2 separate regions of the Triticum aestivum genome follow, and region 2 is linked to region 1. A link is a contact called in public HiCAR-type data. All regions are on one chromosome and are shown on one strand. Each heading gives the region's core, a stretch centred on a gene start, on an enhancer-like site or on the middle of the called end of the contact. The rest is flanking DNA. Distances are from core to core; before and after follow the strand shown.

Evidence for each region. HiCAR-type assays count read pairs that join an accessible place to other places.
Region 2: a contact with region 1 is called in a HiCAR-type map of leaf, with 3 times the contacts expected there. The contact joins the promoter of LOC123113932 here to the promoter of LOC123113929 in region 1. A contact is called at or near these places in 4 of 5 Hi-C or Micro-C datasets (leaf and an unstated tissue) and 1 of 1 datasets of contacts at active chromatin or transcription factors (leaf).

What each region holds. Positions count from the first base shown.
Region 1 is chr5B:654,741,337-654,747,261 of IWGSC CS RefSeq v2.1, reverse strand. It overlaps LOC123113929 (transcription elongation factor TFIIS), which reads left to right and starts at 2,396. Exons shown (of 7, transcript XM_044535260.1): 1 at 2,396-2,698; 2 at 2,936-3,185; 3 at 3,926-4,007; 4 at 4,865-4,922; 5 at 5,088-5,170. The coding sequence starts at 2,449. LOC123113930 (serine/threonine/tyrosine-protein kinase HT1) reads left to right here. Exons shown (of 6, transcript XM_044535261.1): 4 at 101-225; 5 at 466-624; 6 at 1,125-1,729. The coding sequence ends at 1,439.
Region 2 is chr5B:655,001,232-655,007,156 of IWGSC CS RefSeq v2.1, reverse strand. It overlaps LOC123113932 (40S ribosomal protein S26), which reads right to left and starts at 2,978. Exons shown (of 6, transcript XM_044535263.1): 1 at 2,819-2,978; 2 at 2,641-2,733; 3 at 2,174-2,258; 4 at 1,943-2,073; 5 at 1,025-1,076; 6 at 730-982. The coding sequence starts at 2,821. The coding sequence ends at 918. LOC123118272 (small nucleolar RNA snoR99) reads right to left here and starts at 1,354; the gene lies at 1,252-1,354.

The sequences.
Region 1 (5,925 bases), core at 1,147-3,646:
AGGTTCTTCCAGTAGTTGTTTTGTTCCTTTCTGTCAAAGCTGTTCTGTTACACTCTTTATGCTTTTACAGTGTCCTAATAAATGTTTTTTGATTGTGCAGATAATTTGTTGCTTACTGCAAACCGTAAGAAGCTGAAGCTTACTGATTTTGGACTCGCACGAGAGGAAACTGTGACTGAAATGATGACGGCTGAAACTGGGACATACCGATGGATGGCCCCAGAGGTTGTAAATCACTCTTTTCTGCACTAGCTAGTCAACATTAATAAATTATGAGCTGAAGCCAGAATAAAATCTAGAGTTGATGCTTGAAATTATACTTCTATTGTATGCCCACTTGATAATTTCCTGGCTGCAGTTTCTAGAGTTACTGATTTCGGGATCGTCTATACAAAGAGAAATCAGATGCTCTAGCACTGATCTCTGTGATTCCAAAACCTGACTCGTTGTCTTATGCTTTTGTAGTTATACAGCACTGTCACACTTCAACGTGGTGAAAAAAAGCACTACACAAATAAAGTGGATGTGTACAGCTTTGGCATCGTCCTGTGGGAGTTGCTGACCAATAAAATGCCATTCGAAGGCATGTCGAATCTACAAGCTGCATATGCTGCTGCTTTTAAAGTAAGTATATGATTATGAGACTATCATTTTGTGACGGAATGATACCACTTTCTAGAATGTTGTCTAGCAATTATAAAATCCTGCGACTCTAAATGAGTTACAACTCTCCTGTTTCACCTTGCAAATCTTGTCCGTACTGGCAGGCCATTGGTAATGTCTCTTTACTGGACAAAACTGTTTACTGCTAAAGTAACAATACTGTCTATGTTTTGAAGTCTTAGCTCAAAAAATTGCTTGGCTACCTGAAGAATGAATGATAGCAAAATTGCGAGACAAAATGGCCACGCATTTGTGCGAAGAAGGCCACACATTAATTCTGTATTTTTTACACTGTTACTTATTTTTTAAGAAACATATGTTAGCACCAACAAATGAGCTGGTCATAGTCTATTTTCAAAGAATGTTTGAGCATAAACTTCTTTTCTGACGACTGTTTTTGACATTGGTTTCTATTGGAATCCACTAATCTTACCCATATTTTCTCTTGTTTACCATGGCAGCAAGTACGCCCAGCTTTTCCTGAGGACACCCCCCAGGAGCTCGCGTCCATCGTGCAGTCATGCTGGGTCGAGGACCCTGCTATGCGGCCCAGCTTCAGCCAGATCATCCGCATGCTGGATGCCTTCCTCACGACGATCCCTCCGCCGCCCCCTTCGGAGGCAGACGAGGACGCGACGGAGTCGGAAGACACAACGTCGTCGCTGAGCAGCAAGAGCTCCTCGGTCTCCTCCATCGTTTCCCGTGCGACAAGCAAGCTCTCGGTCGTCCGCCATCTGTTCGCCTCGAAGAAGGGGGGCAGCAATGGGAAGGCATGATCCGCGTCCGCGGGCCATGCCCCTGAGACGTTTTTCCTTGGTGCTGTAAAGGTGTTAGCCTAGGTTAATGATGATACAGTGGTGGGGGACGGTGATGATGATACAAGAGGAGGGATCTTGTCTAGCCTAGGGTTAGCTTTTGCTTGTTTTGTGTTTTGATGATACGGAAGAAAAAAGGGTGCAATGCATACTTGTGCAAGCTATGTGATGTATAGCTGGCGGCTGCTCTGCCATAAACTTTTGTATGCTGCCATTGAGCTCAATCCAATCCCCTCTTGTTTTCACTGCAATTTTTAGCCCTTTGCCAATCCTGTGATCCTGACAGACTTGATGGGGATGATCAATGGATCTTAGAGATGGTTGCTGATCACTGACTCTTGAGCTAACATTTTAATGATTACATTGTTGGGATTTTCGAAGTTGACAAAAAAATCTACCAATTTCTAGGGTGACCAAGTTACTCACAATTTCTTCCCTGAACAGAAAGTTACTCACACTATGTAAATTTTGCAGTAGTTGATATTTGTTGGATAAATGAATAAATGGCCATGAATTGTCAATCCCAGTGGACTAACAAATACTCCCTCCGTCCGGAAATACTTGTCGGAGGAATGGATGTATCTAGACGTATTTTAGTTATAGATACACCCAATTTTATCCATCTCTCCAACAAGTATTTCGGGACGGAGGGAGTATAAAAGATCTCCTGAATCCTGATGTAATACTAAATGAAAATTTGACAGACAAATGTAAACGATAATTTAGTTAAAAGCTCTCAATTTTTTGAAGCATTTTAGAACCTTATACTACAATACTAAGATGTCCTTCATCAAGTTATTTCAAATTACTAGTGTCTTTCACAAATTCTGTGTGAAATTATTTCAGCATTTGAAAACTAGCACAGGTGATGCTACCACTCTACCAGCACCAGCGCACTGCAGCCCCGGTCAGCAAACCTTCTCCCCACCCCCACCCCCCCGCCCCGCCGCGGGAGCGCTCCGCGGCCGCCATGGCGTCTCCTCCGGGCCCGGGGTCTGCCAACCGCGCGCTCTCCTCCTCATCGAGGGGGCCGCTCTCGCCCTTCCCCGGCGGCGCGGGCCCGTTCCTCCGGCATCAACATCCTCCCGGCGGCGACTCCGACGGCGGCGCCTCGTTCGACGAAGATGACGACGACGATGACGAGGAGGAGGAGGATGGGGAGGATCAGGACGCCGAGCTGGCGGCCCGCAGCTCGCAGCAGCGACGCGCCGCCTCTCCAGGTGAGTCAACCCAACCCAAGGGTTTGCTCCTGTAAATTACTAGCAGTACTTATGCAGCTTCTGGTAGTACGAGGTGAGCTGAATTTGTGAGAAAATCTGAAGCTAAGTTGGGTTCATATGAATATGATCTCCCTCCGAGCAGCAAAATATCTCCATTTAGGAATTTTTTTCATCTGTATCATCTGATTTATCTGAATGAAGGTGATCACTGACGCTGTTGCTTGCTGGTTCACGCAGCAAGAATCGGGCGGCCTGTGGTGAATGGGGAGAATGGAGGGAGTCAAATCCAGGAAGGGCAGCAATGGCAGCTGTACAGCTGTGGAACCGAGCAGCATGACCGCGCTTCGTCTAGAGGGGACGAAGAACCTGGTTCTGTTCCCAGGGAGATGAGGGTGGAGGATGGATATGGGGTTATTGGGAGAAGAGAGGGAGGCCCTGCATCTAGCTACTGGGACCTGCTCAGAGCGCACCTTTCGGACCCGTTGACGTGAGTAGCTTATGCAAATGCCTGTTATTCGCTTGAGAATTTAGTTTTTGTTTTGGGGAAAACTCAAAACGGTACCGGGCTCATCTGCTCTCTCTCAGCAAAAAATTCAAAAAAAATACTAGAAAAATTCAAAAAATTCCAATTTTTTTTGTGGTGGTAGATAATTTGACGCGTGAGGTGCGCCCCAAAATTCAACTCATTTGGACATCTGAGCAGCTCTCGGCAAAAAAGACAAATCGGGTCAAAACAGTGCGTGAACAGTAAACATTTTTACAGACCCTGATTTTGTCTTTTTTGCCGAGAGCTACTCAGATGCTCAAATGAGCTGATTTTTGGGGCGCACCTCACGCGTCAAATTATCTACCACCACAAAAAAATTTGGAATTTTTTGAATTTTTCTAGTATTTTTTTTGAATTGTTTTCTAAGCGTGGGTGCAGATGAGCCCGGGTGCAGATTAGCCGCACTCTTGTTTTGGTAAGTATTTACTTAGCTATTTCACCTCCTTTGTTGACTGTATATAAGCTTCCAATATTGATAGTGTATATGCTTTCAAGCATTCCTTTACGGCTTTACCCGCTTTGTAGGCTTTTGGCACTTCCCCACTAATTCATGTAAATGCAAAATGTCACTGAATTCGTCGTACCCAAATATCATGTCCGGTAGCGGCAATAATGAACATGATATCTGGGGGGAAAATCCAGTATCTCATCCATTTATATTCCTGTGTCTGAATTTGTAGAGGTATTCTCATGGACGACGCAATGATTCTTTCATGTGGCCATTCTTATGGAAGTAGTGGGATGCAGCATATCTACAGAATGGTTTGTCCAATAGCCCTTACCGTGTAATACAGTAATAGTTGTTCAAACTTTTTCCTTATTTTGTTACAGTGTAGTTTGCAGTTAGATATCCTGTATCCTCCTGCTTGTTGCTACATCTCTTCATTTTTGTGTTAGGATTGCCTTTAATCATAGCTCCTTCTTTTTGAAATACTAATCATAGTAACTTGATGTGCTTTTGAAGCACAGTGTTTTCCTTTTACACATTTCTTACTGTTCTTGAAATAATAGGACTGCACTCTACTGTCAGGGCCTCCTCATCCACCAACAATTTTTTGGTGAAAACATATGCGGATGTGCATTCAATAGAATGAAAGTCTCCAACTGCATCTTTTCCGTTTATGTATTGTGTTGTCCAAACTGAAACTAGAAGTATTTCGTGGTTATCCATTTGCTCTCAGCTTGGGTAACCACATCAGGCAAACTTTGCTTTCAAGGTAAAGCGTTACACATGTCTTACTGTTCTAGAATAATTGGAGTGCACTCTACTGTCGGAGCCTCCCCATTCCCCAACTATTTTTCGGTGAAAAGACATACAGATGTGCACTAGATAGAATAAAACTAGAGGTATTTCTTAGTTATCATAAGTAAAGTTCTCCAACTGCATTTTTCCCCATTCATGGATTGTGTTGTCCAAACTGAAACTAGAGGTATTTCATAGTTATCCATTCGCTGTGTCAGCATGAGTAACCACATTAGGCAAGCTTTGATTTTCTAGGTAGAACATTAATTTGAGACAATCCTGGAAGGTGGCCAGCAACACTACTAAAAGAGGGATTTTTGTGAAGCTTCAAGTGCATGCGAAAGTAACAGAGAATTGTTTTCGTCCTGCTATGCAGAAAGCTTGTGGTAAATGTGGTCAGCCAATCACCGAGAACTCCATTCGACCAAACCTGGGTATGGACTTAAAACTGCAGGCTATTTCGCCACGATTTCTGAGGTTTACTTTCAGCTATCTCATAGAAATCGGTGCACGTCATATGTACTGGGTTTCTTTGCTTCCTTCCTGTCCTGTTTTCACAAAGATCTCTAATGTTCCCTTTTTGCCCGCCATGTTTTCAGCTCTTGGCCTTGCAGTCCAGGCATTTAGACGAGAGGAAGAGTCGGCAAAAACGTTGAAAAGAAAAAGAGACCGCCTGGAACAGGTATACACTTTTTTCCGGGTCTATGTTACTGAATGCCCGAACATGGACAGTTGAACATGTTACACGATGTTCTTAAATCTGTTCTCTCTGTAAAATGAGGACAAATGTGGCAACGATGACCCGGGTCCAGCTGAGGTTTCAAGAGGCAAAGGTGTCCAGTATCCTTTCGCTGTCTTCGACCGGGTGATAATCAAGGTAGGTATCTCTATCCCTCTTTACTCTGCCAAGCATATACGCTTTTGTTCTTCTCCAGTCTTTCCCTTTTCGCGATGATGACCAGAACAAACTTCCGTCAGGGAAACAAGAGGACCCCGGAGCGGTTCGTGGGGCGCGTCGCGGTGGTGACGGCTCAGTGCTTGAATGGATGGTAGTACCTTTAATTCGTTCACCCAATCATCTTTCGAAACCAAACGCGACACTTACCGGTGTTGAGCAGGTACGTGGTGAAGACCCTGGACAACGCGGAGAGCGTGAAGCTGCAGTACCGTTCGCTGGCGAAGTTCGTCGACGGCGGCGGCGGCGAGCCTCCTGCCGTGGCCTCCAACAGTTCCCAGAACACAAGCTGGTTGTGACTTGGAAGGTACAAAAGCAGATCATGCTGAGCACAAGCACAGAATCAGATCTCCAGGCCCCCATCTTTTGCTGTTTCCAGGAGGAGGCAAACAGTAGAGTGAGGAACATTATCCTTTTTTGGTAGCCAATCACAGTGTCAATCTTTATGGTGCTCCTCTTTCCTTTCCTTTTTCTTTTTGTGG
Region 2 (5,925 bases), core at 1,729-4,228, 260 kb before region 1:
TAGTATTGTATTAACTATAGGCTATAGCAGGTAAATAGGAGTGTGAGACATATGCATGAATTGCATTGATCTGTTTTGTTAGGTGTCTTTCTTGGCTATCTCAAAGCTAATGTTCTATCCACAAAGGAAGATAAATATGATTTATGAAGGTCCATAGCCTTGAATACGAAGTAAAAAATGGATGATAGTTTGGATAGAAAAAGAAGTTAGGAGTTGTCAAAAAAAAGTTAGGAGAGTATTAGCATGGAGGAGTCGTGCAAAATGTCCATATGATTTGAGCTCAACCATAGAATCTTCTAGATATTGCACGTTGCAGAATCTAACGAAGTACTGGGAAGATCCAACAGTTAGCGACACTTGGATTTGCCTCTAGCATTTGATCGTCTTTGTTATTCAAAGTAATTCGTACATCAAACATTTCTCTCCTCCCCTAGCCATTGTTCAACCGGCTCCTCTCCTGTAACCGGAGCACAATGTGGTAGTGGCTCTGGTTAAGGAAAAGACACAGCACCGGCCATCCAGTCTTATAAAGAGAGGCTGTGCTCTTTGTTGGAATCTGCGATATGTTATCTCTACAAGGCTATATCAAATACCAATTCACGAGTGATTTTTAACTCAGCATTGTGAACTAACAAGAGAAGATAGATCGCAGACTACAGTCTCATCATGAAAGAACTACAAGATGATATGATGCATGAACACAAAACCACAAGGGGCAATCCCCAGACAAACCAAAAGGTTCTCTCCGATATAGATAGCAGCGAAATTGTCAAAACATTAAAGACCTGATCACAAATTGTGCTTGACCAACCAACTTTCAGTACAACCGATTACAGCAAAAACTAGGTAGAATAGTCCAATATCCAGATACGAGTAAAACTAGGGCTGGCGCATATCACGGACAAAGCATTCCCAAACTAGACACGGGGAGCAGGGGCACCAGGAACGGCACCGGCGCCAGCAGGCGCACCACCAGGGGCACCAGGAACGGCACCGGCGCCAGCAGGCGCACCACCAGGGGCACCAGGGCCGCCGGCACGGGGCGGGCCACCCTGTCCAGGCCTCGGGCCGTCGTCCTACAATCAAGTTGCCAAAACAAGTCAGTGAAAATTGTAAGAGACACAACTGAGGCAATCAAGAAGAATGATGAAAAACAGACGAGAAACAACAATAGTCATAAGATGTCACATCAGCTAATGATCGGCTAGAAACAGAACGTCTTAGCAGACAAAGTGAAGGAGATGAGTATATAAATGTCCCATCCGTTAATGATCAGCTAAAAACAGGAGGTTTTAGCAGACAAAGTGAAGAGGATGGTTATCAGATGTAAGGGACTGCTTCATCCCATAGGCAATCTCAATCGTTATAGCCAATGGGGCAGACAAGAAGTCCCACAATCTGATGAATTTTAGATCACATGTTGTAAACAGACAAATAAACACTGAAACCGAGTACCAACTGTAGGAAGTATAACAAAATGAGTGCATTGAGGAGGTCATGAATGAAGTAGAGATCAGTCATCACAGATAAGTCTGCAATGCAACCAAGACATGTTTGTTTATGCTTCCGTTGACGCATCCATTGCGACATATACACAGAGAATGCAACGCCAAAAGCAACGCTAGGACAGTACTGAAAATTTTGTTTCACATGTGTGCAATGAGGAAGTGGTGACTGAATTAGGGAACAGTCATCACATATAAGCCTGCAATGCACCAAGACATGTTTATTTATGCTTCCGTTGACGCATCCATTGTGACATATACACAGAGAATGCAACGCCAAAAGCAACACTGGAAGAGTGAAGAACTAATCATGGATCCACTACTCATCATAAACTACAAACTTCTATCTAACAGTTAAAAATATATGGAACAGCATACAAGAAAACTTCAAAACTTTGTTAAAATGAAGAACAGATGGTTGGTTGTTAAAATCATACCCTGCGCCTGAAACGCTGCGGGGGCTCCCGGTTCCTCCTGTTCTCACGGGAGCGGACACGGACAATGTGAGCATGGATGGCACAGGAAACGCAGTGGTGCACCTTGGCATACAGCTTGGGAAGAACATATCCTGGACAAAAGAGAATCGAACGAGGCGTTTTCAGTACACAGTTACTAATGATCAATAATAACTGTCGACTACAAATGCAATAGGCAACAAAAGACTATACCATCATGTACACAAGCCTCCTGCACATCTCTCACAGCAGCCTGCTCCACGATGTTCCTCACCAAGAAACGCTTGATAGCCTTGTCCTGCACAAAATAAGAACTGATTGTTAGATAACAACCATCTATTATCTATAACATGAAACATAATTTGACGAGTGCCAACTGTTGACTAGAGAACAATTTTCAGACTAAAAAGAGCCTAAAACTAGTAATAGTACGTTGTATAAACATCGCTGTTCCGGTGAGATAAAAACACATCTAGACGGCAGATACCTCCTCGAACCTAATACCACCCGCAAACCGCTGGAGCAGCAATATACAGATCGCACCATGGAAATAACACTAGCACAGATCCTCATGCGTGCACTGATTCTTCTACCACTAAGGCAACCTGGTCCTGATCTATCCATTACGAAATAGCATCACATCCAGGAGGGGAACGGAAGAGAAATGATGGCGGCCGTACCTTGGGGCAGCACTTGGCGCAGTTGGAGCAGCGGATGTACTTGACGTGGCCGCGGCCGTGCTTGTTGCGCCCGCCGTTCCTCCGCTTGAACGTCTGCAAAACACGGCGGAGAAGGGTGAGATGGGGGCCGGCGGGGAGCGAGATCCGACGGAGGGGATCGGGGAGCGGCGGGGCTTACCATGGTCGCTTCGCGCCGCTAGGCGGGGGGTGGAGGCGCCCGGGAGAGGAGGGGATGGAGGAGCTCTAGGGTTGCGGCGGCGGCTGCTTGGGAGGGATTGAGGGAATGGTCCGAGCTTTAAGTAGGGCGAACGCTGGGCTTTGTGGACCGATAAGCGCGGCTCTGGGGTCATGGGCCTGAATGTCGTCCCGCTTTTGGAGCCCAGGTTGGGCCGGCATCTAAATGTTATTCGTGTGGCCGGTTATGACTGGCCCATGCTCTTTTGTTTTTCTAACTATACGCTTCCATAACCCTCAAAAAAAAAACTATACGCTTCCATGTCAAAAAAAAAAAGCAAAAACTGCGCTTCTAGAGTGTCTTTGTTGAAGTCAGACTGGCCGACCATCTAAATTTCACCCTTGTCTCAAAAAAAAAAATCTAAATTTCGCCCTAAAAAACTTTAAAACAAATAAAAATTAGGAGCTTCCGAAAAACAGTCCCTTCCTGCCGAAAAAACAGAGATTTTGCTTCCGGATACAACCATTCACAATACATGATTTTTGGCGGGATGAAACCTCCCAACCAAATTGCCAGTGCCCATCCTCGGCGTCCCTCCGACCACACCGTCTATGCGGGTTCATTCCCGCTCTTCCCTTTTGCTCGCCCCCGCCAAAGAACCCTCTCAAGTTGTTGTCGCGACCACTTCCCACCACTAGGGCCATGCTTGTGGACATCGTTGGACAGTGTGCGGTCTTTCGGTTTCCTTCACGCCATTTCAGCCTCCCCGTGTCGCGACCGGCAGCCCTTGCAAGGCTACCAATCGACTTTCGGAACCTCGGTGCCTCCCTCTAGCCATCACATACTCGACGTCACTAACAGTCGACGCCACACAATGTATGTGGCGACACACGCGGTGTGTTTGACAAAAAGGCCATAGCTGGCCTTTTTCCATTTTGAGTTCCTATTTGAAGATTTCATCCACTTGAGGAGGAGAGAGAAGATGATGCCGACGTTGATCATTCAAGTGGAGGGGAGGAAAGTAGGCATGGTTCTTAATCATTTGTGCATTCATCGCAAATAGGGCAGAAGGGCATACCAAACTGATGATAGGTTGCGTTGTGGGCCTGTTTGGGTATCCAGAGACGCTTTTAGGAAACTTCCTGGAATGTCGGGGGAACTCACTAGTGCAGAAAAGCCTAACTATGAGGTTGCAAAAAAGCCTTGCTGCCGTTGGCATCCGACGCTACCAATATGGTGCCAGTGTTAAAATAGTGGTGCCATTGGATGGCAACGTCAGCGGTATTGTTGGTGTTGATGGCGTGCCACATTTACAACGCCACCACTATAATTTAACCTACCGACGTATCTTTTTATATGCACGCCACCGACATGTTCTGCAGGCAAAAAATATATTTTGCCACCCAATATACGATTTTGCATCTCACGTTGCAGGCTTGCAGCAACACACATGAAACAACAATAAGTTCAGCGAGTGACCAGTCACTTAACGACACAATCTCAAAAACACTAGCTAGCTATTATTCAGTCATGGTCAACATGCACTACAAGTGAACTAATATTTAGTAAGGAGTTTACTTAAGAGACCTAGTACAGGTAGCATTGATGAGTCAGCCACGCACACAGATTTAAATGATGTTGATGACAATCATCATCCTCAAGTTGTGGTGTCGGATGTTCCTGATAGTGAGATGTCGCCCTTGCTGTAAGGCGTAGTACATAGCTAAGGACACCAACAAACTCTACGCTAAGATGAAGACCTTTAATATCATGCCATGAGATGGCTGTCGGCAACATTGGTCCTTGTCAGACGGGTCACGAATGACACCCCAACATATTTATCACGTGGTGGGATTCTGTCGAAGCGGTTGCCAGTCTCATCCTCGTTGAGCCTCATTCTTTGGGCAAAGACTACATCGTCCTCATCATCATCATCATCATTCGTGTTGAGATAGATAACAGAAACCTTGGGTCGTCTTCCTCTTAAGGAAAAGTTGATCAATTCACCCCTAGTAAGACAATTATGGGCAAGGAAATGATCCCATCCATCTCCTCCCATTTGGGTCGTTCTTGGTCCTTTCTCGAGCTCCATAGTGTATGGGCCCCCAAGAGCCTCGAAGATCAGGATGTCTTCGTTGAGCTCACTGAAGTCCAATCTCACATTGCATGGGACAATCTGTATAACACAACACAAAAGCACACATAATACATTAATAGCAAAAAAAGAACACGCATATCATGTTAGAGAAGAGGGTTTGTTACCGCTGAAGAAATAAAACACTGTTGGAAATAGATGTCGAGCTGATCGCCAGTTGCAAGGTTGTTGACGCACCTTGAATCACACTGTTGACATCATGTAATGGCGAGGGTCACCTCGCGATTCTACACAAAATCATTCATTACAAAAGAGTATCACCGGATTCTACAGAAAAAACATTCCTTGGATTCTACACCATTTAAATTGGATTGTACATTAAGCATATCAATCGATGATTCGACACTAAAAAATTCTACACTAATAAAACCAGTTTCTACACTACTAAATCAAACTCTACTAAGTATAACCGAAGTGTATACTAAAATATAGAATCAACACAAAAACTATCATCCAATTCTACACTAAAACATACTCAACACGAAAAAAAGTTCTACACCAAGTATAAAATCGGATTGTACAATACTAAATCGAATTCTACAAAGTATAATCAGATTCTATACTACTATATATAATTATACCCTACTAATATTCTACACAAATCCATGGCGTCCGCGGACGAGGGAGGTGCGAGGGGAGGGGGTCTCACCTGCTACTCGGGAGGTGACCCTCGCCACCAGTGACGAGCAGCGAGGTCCAACGGAGCGACAAGCAGGTCCAGAGGTGGCGGCGGCGGCACTGGTCAAGAGAGAGTGAAAAATGATAGAATTGCTAACTAGATTTCTTTACTTAGAGGGGAGTAGTGATAGGAGATGGAACGGTGTTGGCGTGTGCCTAACAGGCCATGCCATAGCAAAGTAGAACCCAAAGACGAAAAAACAGATAACACATAATGGCGTGTGAAAAAACTCCAACACCAGCACTAGCGTACAGTGACGATGTACCAAATTGTTCA